Regions from separate parts of the Neogale vison genome. Here region 2 is linked to region 1. Evidence: chromatin contacts called from public Hi-C data. All regions are on one chromosome and are shown on one strand. The core of a region is the stretch at or near the end of the contact, and the rest is flanking DNA. Distances in the headings are between cores, read along the strand shown.

What was found. Hi-C and Micro-C count contacts between places; a contact is called where the count stands out from the background.
Region 2: a Hi-C map of fibroblasts shows a contact between it and region 1, with 2.5 times the contacts expected there. The contact joins two enhancer-like sites. A contact is called at or near these places in 2 of 3 Hi-C or Micro-C datasets (fibroblasts and muscle).

Annotation. Positions count from the first base shown.
Region 1 is chr6:54,986,495-54,992,609 of ASM_NN_V1, forward strand. All of the region lies in intron 2 of BBX (HMG box transcription factor BBX), which reads left to right. Among named protein-coding and RNA genes, the nearest start is that of BBX, 53 kb to the left of the region's middle. Within about 2 kb of position 1,702, the one cell type or tissue checked has open chromatin away from gene starts, as enhancers often do. A contact at or near this core is called in fibroblasts, where this site is marked.
Region 2 is chr6:55,084,759-55,090,826 of ASM_NN_V1, forward strand. All of the region lies in intron 4 of BBX (HMG box transcription factor BBX), which reads left to right. Among named protein-coding and RNA genes, the nearest start is that of BBX, 150 kb to the left of the region's middle. Within about 2 kb of position 3,308, the one cell type or tissue checked has open chromatin away from gene starts, as enhancers often do. A contact at or near this core is called in fibroblasts, where this site is marked.

The DNA of each region.
Region 1 (6,115 bases), core at 452-2,951:
CATAAATGATTTTTTCCAGTATGTTTAAGAATCACAACCCTGTGTGTATTTTGTACCAGAGAATATGTTATCTGGAAATTCTTCAGTAACAACATGTAACTTCAATTTCTTATCCTCACTAACTCAATAGCTTTGGGTCATTTTTCTAGTTTTCAGTTTTGTATTAGAGATCTTTTTTTGTTTGATCTAAGGTTATTTGTATATTTCATGCAAATGAAGGCCAAAACTAAGAGGATTTATAGAACTATGAACTTACTGTTGTTCATAGTTCTATAGGACCTTGTTCATTGATCTATGGAATATAATAGGACAAAATTATAAGCTGAATAAATTTGTGGCACAGATTTGCTTTTTGACATTCAGTATTCTTTAGGTGCAAGTCAACATTCCAAGGATTGATCTCTCTGGTTAATTTTTACCTTATGAATTTTGTTTTAGTATTAGGGTCTGTGTCTTTGGCTAGAAGGGACTGACCAAAACTTTAATAACGACTTTTTTTCTCCCAAAGCTCTTTATAAACATTAAATCACAAGAAGAAATTTATTTTTTACTGCATCTCTAAAAGGCACATAGAATTTGTTACCATACATCCTATTAATTAAAATACTAAAAAGGATCCTTGAAACACCTGTTCCTCTCTAAAGGGAGGGGGTGGACCAGTGTGTGGTAATGTTGGTGAGTGTGAAGCAGAATGTGATTCACCTAGCAAGGAAGTAAATGCACATTTGTGGTTTTAAATTTATCAAAACAACATTTCCAAAGAGAAAAATCAGTAGGAATAGGAGGAAGGATTGGCAGATAAAGGTGTTCTGCTTCTGTCTTGCAAGGAGAGGAATTTGAGGCTTCTTTTAAGTGTATGATCACTCAAGCTACTTAAACTCCCAAGTCTTTCTTTCCTCATCTTTAAAGCGGGATAATAACTTAAATACCTGTCCCACTGACTACTGGAAAAAATAGTGAGCTAAAATATATAAATGGCTTCTCTGTCTCTTGGCATATGGTATTCTCTAAGTCCCTGATAATAACGGAAGTAGCTCCCGTTACATCCAATATCCATGTATCCAATAATCTTAAATGAAAATTAATTGGGTACTTAAAGTTCAGTGGTAGCAAAAGGAGTGGACAGGAAAGATTGAGTGAGTGAAGGGATATAATGAGCTCCATATGGACTTAACAACTGGTGATGTGAGTGTTGAAGTAAGGGGGTACCAAGGTGCACGTGGTGGTTCAGGTATGGAGACTGTTAAAAAGCTGGTGTTCTTCCTAACCTCAAGAAGATTGGGTTTTCAGAGAAGTGCTAGTGAGGCAAAGCAGTAGCTTGAAAAACTCGAGATAACTTTTGTTTTTATTTGACACACTTGTTTTAGTTAATTTGTGTTTAAATTCACCATTTTTAAATGCTTTTAATTAAAGTGCATTTTGCAGGGATGGGTGTGGGGGGAAAGGGGTTGGTGTTCTGCTACCTAAGTTAATTCAAGTTTTCAGGACTAATTTGTTTGGCTAGTGACTGTTCTCCCTAAGCAGTCAAATGGCAAAATTTCTGTTTAAAAGAATCAGTTCTTCTTTAAGAAAAATAGTATGTAGAAGTGTGGCCAGGTACATTCATTGCACTGTAAGAGGGAGACTGTTGTGTGTGTGTGGGGGGGTTGTCAGGAAGCATGTAGGTGGGAAGGGTTTCCTGTTTCCAGGCAACAGTGAGGAGCTCCAGAGAGAAAGCAACTTGAATATAAATTCATTCAGGAGAGGACATTTTACCACACTGCCTTCTAGCTGGTGGGGACACAGATTGATTCTGGAAGATAGGGTGGAGTTTAAACTTCATTTGTCTATGAGTAAAGTTACTGGAACCCTAATTCTCATGAGATTTTGTATGTACAAAAAATAATCCAGTACTAGTGGCCAGGTTAGGATTTTACGTATTTTGAAAACAGTGGCACCTGCGTGTTTAACTCCTTTCTCCTTTTCCAGAACCATGGGCTTCCTGTGTCCTCATTTTCCTGTCTGTCTGCTTAGACAGCAGAGGGGCTCTTGGCCTTAGAGCAGGCTCTTTGCCTGCGGGCCTCTGTCTGCAGGAAGGAGGGAGAAGCACAGCATGGGCAGCTCACTGGGAGGCAAGGCCAGCCCCATGGTTTCACGGGGAGCAGATGGGAAGGAGAATCCCTTCGGTTTCCGGGCCATGGGGAATGTGGGCTGGTCCCCGACTGGTGACATTTTCCCTGTCCCTTGAAATGCAGGAGGGCGGTGGATTAGGAAAAGTGGAAGAAGGCATTTGCAGGCGGTAGCTACCTGATCAGGGTGAATTAATCTTGAAGCAGTCAAGGTAATAGGAAAGGCAATTGTTTAAATATTGGTCCCTCGAAGATTTTGTAACTGTTACAGTGACTCTGTGAGCCTTGAAGGACCATCTCATTTTATACTCCAGCCCTCAAGCACAGGGGTAGTCACCGAGTTTATGGAGCCCTGAGAAACTGGGGAAGGGTCACACAGGCTGGGGAAGAATTGCCTGTGTCTTTTCTCACTTTCACACTGTGTTCCCCCCAGAGTTGTGGAAGTAAGCTACTTTGCTTTTAAAATCAGCTTTTTATTATCTCGCTATACTGCTTCTATTCATTAAGAGTATTCTTCAACATCTGAGTGGGTGACAGTTCTTGTAAAGGGGTGAGAAAGCATCCTGGCCCATCTTGGGCTGGGAGCTGTCCTCTGCTCCCACACGAGGTGACGAGCAGGTGTTCTTGTGTGAGGCTCGGCCTGGAAGAGTTGCTGGTTTTATGGCTTAGTCTGGAGCCTTCTTGAGTAACTTACCCTGCGACCCTAGGTGCAGTCTGCTCACTGGTTTAGTTACAGGCTACGCCAAGAGCTGCCCAGACACTTAAGCAAACATGCAGAATCCAAGCTTTATATTGGATCCCCCTCTCGCCATGAGTCGGAAGATGAATCATCCCTTGAAGGGTCTAATCTGTCTCCTTATTGTCCTGTCTGGAAGGGTCACATTATTTAAGTGTAACTCCTCAAGGCCTGGCAGATCTTTTCAAACAAATGTTGATGGATACTCTGCAGTCCCTCCCATCTCAACAGACTTCTTTATGCTTCTTTCTGCATAAGACACTTAACCTGTGTTGAGGGTGCCTCTTTTATGACCAGAGAGAAGAAGTTAAAGGAGTTTAATCCTCACGGTTTAGATAGTGTGTTCTTCCCCAGTAATGCCGCCAGCTTTTAGGCTGGTGTGGAGCCCTGTTGCTCTTTGTAGCCCCGTCTTCATTCTGTACTGGAGTTCTCTGTTTCCTTTGGGGACCTTAGGTACCTGTAGTGGGTTGAGTATCTTTTAAGTTTTAACTATCATTTTCTTCAGAATTAATTTTTAAATCTAGTTTTAAGAACATGAGTTGGCAAGTTTTAGGGTATTTCTGTTACTTATATAATTATGTATTTATGGCAGTGAATTTCCCCCCATGTACCTTTGCATTGTATTTGAGAAGGTCATTTTTAATCAGTGCAGCAGATTTTAAAAAGCCAGTAATCTTTTAGGTAAAATTTGAGTTACTTATGGCATTATGTAGGCAATTAGTTGGGTCTCCTTCATTTTAACTGCTTAGTATCATTTACAGAGTTCAAGTTCAGATACAGGAAATTATGAAAGGTTAATGTAATAAAAATAGACTACTGATGCATCATTCTTTTTTAAAAATGAAAAAATAAAGAGTTCAGTTTACTAGGAGTTTATGTTGCCTTTTTATCTGATTTTCAAAGACCTCGCTTCTGTTGGTGCTTGTATTTTAGCAGAAGATATCTCACATCTGGGACGCCTGGGTGGCTCAGCCCGTTAAGCATCTGCCTTTGGCTCAGGTCTTGATCCCAGGGTCCTGGGATCAAATTCTGTACTGGGCTCCATGCTCAACAGGGAGTTTGCTTCTCCCTCTCCCTCTGCTGTGTCTCCTGCTTGTGCTCTCTCTCTCTCTGACAAATACATAAGTAAAACCTTTAGAAAAAATAAAGTCTCACATCCAAAGTTTTTTTGTTGTTAATTTTTCCCATTGTTACTATTCTCACTACTCTCCTGCAATAATACCATCCTTGCTTTTTCTTTGAATGTTCAAAATTGTTATAGCACATTCATGTGATTAATACATATTAACAATTTGTTTTATATATATATTTTTAAAAAGATTTTATTTATTTAACAGAGATCACAAGTAGGCAGAGAGGCAGGCAGAGACAGAGAAGGGGGATGTAGGCTCCCCACTGAGCAAAGAGCTCCATGTGGGGCTCCATCTCAGGACCCTGGGATCATGACTTGACTGAAGGCAGAGGCTTTAACCTACTGAGCCACCCAGGCACCCCATGTTTTATTTTTTTAAAGAATCAAAAATACAGTTTCCACAGGGGATTCATTTTAGTAAAGGAATGTTATCTTTTGATGTTCGTTACACTAAACTTTAGTTGAATTCTTAGTAGTTTGTTTACCAAAAATAGGAATGATAGAGGTATGCTATCAGGAAAAAATACCCCATGGTTTTAAAATATTAAACGGTCAATATTTTTAATAAGACATGCTAAATTTCATGGTTTAGCCTTCTGTAATTATGCAAATAAATGTTTAAAATATGAAAGAACTAAAGTCTTCCTGATATCTGATCTCAGGCTGACCTTTTTAATTTTTATTCATAAGTGAATTCCTGAATGAATTTTGCTTAAAGAATAATCTATATTTAACTAGGAGCAAATTTAAACCAAGCTTTTAATTTTTCATGGGAGCTGCTAGTTTTGTCTTAAAATATCTTTAATCATACTTTAACTTACTGAGCTTTTATAGAGTAATCACACTTAAGTTCTGAAGTGTAGGATAGATAAAAGAGAAATCTAAGACACTTCCTCTGCATCCTAGGAAAGGAATAACCTTTTCTCCATTTCTGCACAATCATTTTTGGTGATACAGGCCAGTCTCTTTTCAGGATTCCAAAATTTGGGGATTTTCCCTTCTGTGATCCTTTGTAAGTGCCTTGTTCCTACCAAGTATGAAATGAAAGGACTTTATTTTCTTCAGTCTTCGGTCTTGCAGGGCCTAACAGTGCTTTGTACATGCTAGACAGATAATTGTGGAATTAAGCAGAGATTTTTAAAAAGTAGCTTTAAGAATGGAATTGTATGCCAAATTATAATTAGTAGTTTGCTAATTGGACTCCTCTGCTGTGGGCATGAAATGATGTTGTTCAGTTTTTATAACATTGCATACATCCTTGGTACTTAATATCCTTGTGTTGGCTGTTTGCAAACAGAACTTTAAGATAATAAAATTTGCTTGAGTTCTACATAAGGAATGCAGGTTATCAGCAGTTAGACAGAATTGATAGAGTCTATTAAATCTATGCTTAATCCTATACCATGTTCTCTAAGAGTAGTTGTCTGATTTTTTTTAAAAAGAATTCTATTATATCATTATTATTACTATTACACATTTTAAAGTAGAGTTTAGAGTCTGTTTGTATATAGTATTATTCCATCTATAGCAGCACATATTTATTTTTATTTTTTAAAAGATTTTATTTATTGCACATGTTGATTTTAGGACAATATGTGTGTGTGTGGCCAAATACTTATTTATTTATTTATTTAAAAAAATTTTTTTCCCCAGCATAACAGTATTCATTGGTTTTTGCACCACACCCAGTGCTCCATGCAATACATGCCCTCCCTAATACCCACCACCTGGTTACCCCAACCTCCCACCCCCCCTTATTTAAAAAAAAAAAAAAAAAGAATCGAACTAAAAAAAAAACTTTATTTCAAAGATTTAGGCAGAAGCAATAATTTTTTCTTAGCTTATAAGGACATCAGCTATTTCAGCCAACTTTCTCTTTAATAAAGTATTCATTTTAACCTGGTAAAAGTATTTTTAAAGTACTTCTATAGATAGCAAGTGTTTTGCAAAATCGTATGCTTTTGGAAACACTTGACAAAAATTTGTGCAGTTTTTACCTAAAGAATTTTCAGTATATATATGGCATATATAGAAACTTTTTTTTTAAGGGTTTATTTATTTATTTGAGAAAGAGCTTGAGAGAGAGATACGGAGAACGCAAGCTGGGTTAGAGGCAGAGGGAGAAGGAGACTCCTTGTT
Region 2 (6,068 bases), core at 2,058-4,557, 100 kb after region 1:
TCTAGGTCGTAGGCTCCACCTGTAGCTACACCTAAAGCACATTCGCGGCAGCTACTGATAATGTAATCAAACCACAAAATGACACCCATTCAGCATTCTATATAACAGCGCAGTGTCATGAAATCCAAAGGATAATTCGTAGTTAGGGAGGACAAATCAGGTTTTATAAATGTACTACAGATAAAACTCTTTTTTTTTTTTTTTTAAAAGCAGATGTTGAATACATGGATGAAGATGTTAGGAACAGGGATGGCACAGAGAAGTGGGGCTGAAAGAAGGAAAGAAGACTTAGAGTGTTAGCAGCTTTTTTTTTTTTTAAAAAGGAAGGAACATTTACTGGTTTTCTTTTCCTGTTTTGCATTACTGAGAGATTGCAGATGATTCACTGTGATTTCTCAGACATTTGTCTCCAAGTTCAGTTCTTTCTAGGACAGGTCATTCATGTGTTTATCACTTATTGAATGCATTCTTTGTAGTGAGTATGCTTCAGTCAAATGTGAAAGACAAACCTGCAAACATATAAATTTCAATCCAAGGTAATAATGTCAGAGTAGCTGTGTGAATAAAATACTGTGGGGCTCAAGGAATTTACTCCAGCTAATCAACTGCTGGCCTTTGATCATAATACAGAAATCACAGAAGTTACCTAGAATTGAGACAGAACCTTGTTTCTTCTATCCCACTAGACCCAGAATATTGGCTAATAGGGTAACTGGTATAAACAGAGTGGAATTTCTAAATTCACTTTTAATTAGGATATGATATGTTGAGAGTCTGCTTTATTTCAACGTAGTAGTCAAATATATGCTTCACTTATTTTTAAAGGATTTTTATTTATTTGACAGAGAGAGATCACAAATAGGCAGAGAGGCAGGAGGGGGGTGGGGGAAGCAGGCTCCCTGCTGAGCAGAGGTGCCCAATGTGGGACCTGATCCCAGGACCCTGGAATCATGACCTGAGCTGAAGGCAGAGGCTTAGAGCCACCCAGGCGCCTCTATGCTTGCTTCACTTCTTAATACTCAAATCTATAAAACCCTCCCCAGTAAGTGAATTACAGACCAAAAAGGTCCATTTGCTGTAGTCACAGTCATTATGTAGTGAAGCAGTTAATTTACAGCAAGTGTGAAAAGATGTCACATGGTCATAGACAGGAGGAGGAAGAGAAAATGACTTTTCACTGCAGTGTATTGATTTGGTACCTCAGAAGCCTGCCACTTGGTTCTCTATTAAATTACACTTAACATACTTGATTTTAAAATAACTCATTGGCTTTCTTTTTTGCTTATAAAATTTTACAGGTCAAAAACACTGAAAAGCCTGAGGGCAAAAGTTGAAATCCCCCTTCAATGCATATACAGCTCCATAACCATTGTGAACATATTGGTCTTTGTTCTTCCAGTATTTTTTATAGACATGAGTACAGTTGCACAGTTTTCTTCTAAATTAGAAGTATGGGGTATAAATGTTACTGTAAATGCATTTAAGGAAAATTTTTTTCCCTCAGTTTTACTGGTTCCCTGTGTCCGTCCTTGTTTAGAGTTTTCTCTACTTTAGCGTTGTAGATGTATCTCAAAAGGATCGTGGGATTCAGGGATTGATAACCTGTGCAGTTGTACATTTTGTAAATGTACACTTCCCTATATATCTGTAAGATCACTGCCATTGGATGAGGTTGGGAGGCAAAGTTTTCTTTTTTAGGGAAAAGAAAATAGCTATTTTGGTAGAGAGGAAAATCTTCAGAATATTTATTTACAAGGATTTATTTATGTCAGCATTTGCCGGATGCTGCCAGAGTAACACTGTGGGTTGTCATTCTCTCATTCTGCTTCCTCGGATTTTCCTACAGATGCTGTGAGTCCCCATACATTCACATGCTTAATGCTTCTTTTTGACACGGACCTTTCGGACTCTTCAGTCAAAAACGAACTACGTGCTGGCTTTATGGATGAGTCTCAAAAGTTAGATTTGGCTTTTGGGGACATGTTCAAACAAAACCATACTTTAGGAGCACATGGAATACTTTACTGTCCAAGTACAGATCCAGTTCTCTAAGACCTATCATTCTGTCTGCTCTGAGCTGAGAGAGTGTGCGCATGTGTGTGCAGGTGCGTACACGTGTTAACTTCAAAAGCATAGCTCTTTTCCACAGAAGGTTTTCTTTTCCTGATTGCCTGGGAAAATTCTAATGTTGTAAGGGGGGGCTTTTTACCTTGGATTAAAAATCTTCCTTTGGGTTCATTTAGAAACTTCTGTTTCTCTTCATTTGCTGAGCTTTAAGAACTATTAGTTATTGAAGATAAGAGCTTCCCCCCATAATTTTACAGTGTCTTTGTTTCTTTTTTTGTTTGTTTGTTTGTTTGTTTTTGTTTAATTTTGTTTTGTTTTAGTATTGAAAGACCCACAAGCAATAGCTGTTGAAGTTAAGGAAAATAATTTTCAGTAAATGATACAATGCTGTGATGTTTATCTTCTCTAATTGTTTAAAGTGGAGCATGGAGAAATACTAGGGATGTTTTATTTTAAAATAGGCTTGATTCATTATTGAAGCTACATATTAGTACTAGAATTTTTGTTGTAATAGAAAATTTGAAAGGATGGGGTGCCTGGGTGGCTCAGTCAGTTAAGCTCTGCCTTTGGGTCAGAAAGTGATCCCAGGGTTCTGGGATCGAGCTCCGCAGGAGTTTGCTTCCCCCTCTGCCTGCCACTACCCTTGCTTGTGCTCTCTCTCCCTCTCTGTCAAATAAATCAATGAAATCTTAAAAAAAAAGAAGAAAAAAAATGTGAAAGGCCAAGAATAGGTACTATTTTAAAATATGAAACTTAAACTCTATTTAGGTTTAAGGTCCTCAGAAATTTTTGTTACAGTTATCGTATATTATTACTGAGATAATAGACTAGTTCTGTTGCAGGAGATACAGAGTGATTCTTCAGGACCGTCCTGACATCTCACAGGTGGAATTGAGAGGCTCTGCTGAGGGCGATTAGACGGCACTGTTAGGGTGAGAAGTTCTTACGTCATTATAGCAGGCAGAAGTATCCCAGGCAGCATCAGTGGCAGAGCATAAGCTGCTACTTCTAGGTTGACAAATAAAGGTATTAATTCACTATTAAATTTTAGGGAACATTTTTTTTTCCCCATTGTTGGGAGTGGGATGCCTAACTGAACTATCCATTTGAACTAGTAGTGTCTGCTGTGAACAGTGAGAAAAATGCCTTTCTAAGATCAAAGACAGATACTGTATTTGGAATTTGTTCAAGAAGAGTAACTTCGCAATTACAAATATACTTTTAACTGCAGAATTTTGTTATCTATCTTCAAAGGAGAACTGCTTGTTGATAGGCCACTTCCTGCCTTTCATCTTTTTTTCTGTCTGTGGACAAAGGGGGGGGAAAAAGGAGCTCTGTAGTAATGACAGTCCTTTTTTATGAGTTGTTTTAAAACACAGGCAACTGGATTAGCTATTTTAAAACGTAACGTTGGCTCCTTGTGAAAATGCGGTTCTGATTCTAGGGTGAGGTCGCTGCAAATGGTGAGGTCGCTGCAAATGGTAACTTCCTGCCAGATGAGTAGGAGAGGTCAGCGGTATAATCTCTACAGAAACTGGGGGATGGAAAATAAGAATTTTTAAGCCTTCAGAGCCAGGACCTTTTGTCAACTGACTAGAGGCTGCCAGAATGGAGAGCAAGTTTCAAGAAATAGGAAACCCTTCTAACAGGAGACAATATCTGATGGAGAAAAGACACCGATTTGTCAGCTTGTTCTTGGAATCAGCATAAAGCTACTGTGACCCTGGTATCTAGAGGGTATTTAATCTGGTGCTTGTGGTAAGGAGTGCTGAGGGCGCCACCTAGTGGCAACCGTTAGGCTAGTTGCAGAAGTCATTAAGCAAGATGATTTTTCTAAATGAACGTGAAGAAAGAAACGAAATGGGGAAAAACTGATCCAGGATTGAAACTTAACCTGAGTTTGCTGAATATTACATGTAAAAGGCACACCATTCGCTTTCTTCCTCAGCCTTCATTTTTCTTCATCAACTCTTCACCCGTGCTGCAGCTGAAGAGGGTAATGCAAGTTATCTGCCTTGAGTAATGGACCTCGATTTCTGCTTCTCTGATTGCTTACTGTCTGCTCTAAGTAATGCCGTACAGAAATTCTCTGTGTCTGGAGCACTCTGACTAATGTTGTATTTGGGCAAAAGTTCCAGTTACCACAGAATCCTTCATTCAACTTTCTGATTTTTTTTTTTTCCTGATTTTTATCTTTATTGATTTTCAGTTAAAACTCTCAATATAGGATTTTGGTCTCATATATTTTGTGCCCACAAAGCTTCTTATTGGCACACTTTTTTTTTTTTTTCCCTTGAGGTACTTTATTTAAAATAGCAAGGAACCTGGAGAATTGTAAATTGTCCTCAAAAGAGATAATTTCTTGCCCTCTGCATTCTTCAGGGGTTTCTTTCATTAGGATAGATAATAAAATAAAATTTCCCTTCAGAAGCTTTTCCTGTATTAATCCAGTTTATTTCAGAGACTGAAAGTGGAGAGAAAGAAAGAAACCCAGAATTTATTCTCTTATCTTACTATAAATAAACATAGCAATTTTGAATTTTTAAAATAGCACTTTATCCATTTGTCTTACTGATAATACAACTTAAACGGAATCTCGTTTGTAATTTACAACAACAACAAAAAAACCCCAAAACACCAAGTAACAAAACAACAATTATTTGCTCAAAAGGGACTCAAACTTTATCAGAGAGTAAGAACATTTAGTTTTAAATTTAGCCTCTTATGGGACTTAATTTTATATATCTTTAAATTGATGGGGTTGGACTCTGATTTCTAAGGTCCCTTTCTGGTAAAACACTGTGCAGTTTCATTAGTGAGCCCATGTTTCTATCTCATCTAGAAATAACCATGAGAAGCCTTCTGGTTTGCTTCTCTCTGTTATAGGAGTAGTGGAGTCAATTTTTATATAAGAATAATTGGTCATGCTTACCCCCCAACCCTCGTTTTTAACACATTCTGAAAATTTTCACCTTTTTGGTGATTGGTACTAGGCTGGTAGTTTCTGACCATAGGATGTTTTCGGGGCATTCCTCACAGGTACTCTAGTTACAGAATTTCAAAAGCTAGCTTGTGATAGTGGCTCAGATCCTGTTACGTTTATGAAGGAAGTAGTTAAAGCTGCTGCACATGCCTCCCCATCCACAGCACACTTTGCTTTATCCCGCCCCATAGGGAGGATTTGAAGTAACAGGAGAAATTAGGATTTAGGGTTCTGTGGAGCTGTTTGGTAGCAGTGATACCTCTTAAATGAATTTCAGAAGTTTTGAAAGTTGGAATAATGTGGACTCCAGGATAATTATTTGGGGAATACTAAATAAAGTAAATCTTAGTTACAAAATACTTAACTGATCAGCCACAGAGCAGGAAAAAAGTCACCCAACGAAATACGGATCTGGATTCCATTTGTTAATATTTACTTGTTCTGTAGAGGTCATTAAGTGAACTCAAGAATATGTAATATGCTGACCCTTATAAACTGCCAGCACAATGATTTAATTGTAGTTCAGGCTCATAATGCTAATTAAAAGAAGTGAAACCCTATTGAGTCACTTTAGCAATGCATGGTACATGACACTTGAAAAAGAAAATCACAGGTTCAAGCTGACAGAGGTGGTCATCATGTATTTTACCTCTGAGTCCTTTGGTCTTCAGAGGACTTCACAGGAACCTTTTTAGTTTAATCCCATTTTTAAAAAAGTATTGCAGCAATTGCAGAGTTTACTGTTTCCCCTGTGCTTCTAGAGTCTCCTACATATAGACTGGAAGCCTTGAGTCCTGGTGTCCAGCGTGCTCCTTTCTTAGGTGTGTTACTGCCGACAAGTTTCCCTTCTGAGCTTCAGTTGCCTTACCTCTGAAATGTGGGTCATTATGGTTCCTACTTCACAGTGTCATTTTGAAGATTAAATAAGTTAATGATTGTAGGAGAGCCTGGGTGGCTCAGTCAGTTAAGCCTTCAGCTCAGGTCATGGTCCTTCCTGGGATCTAGTCCTACAGTAGGC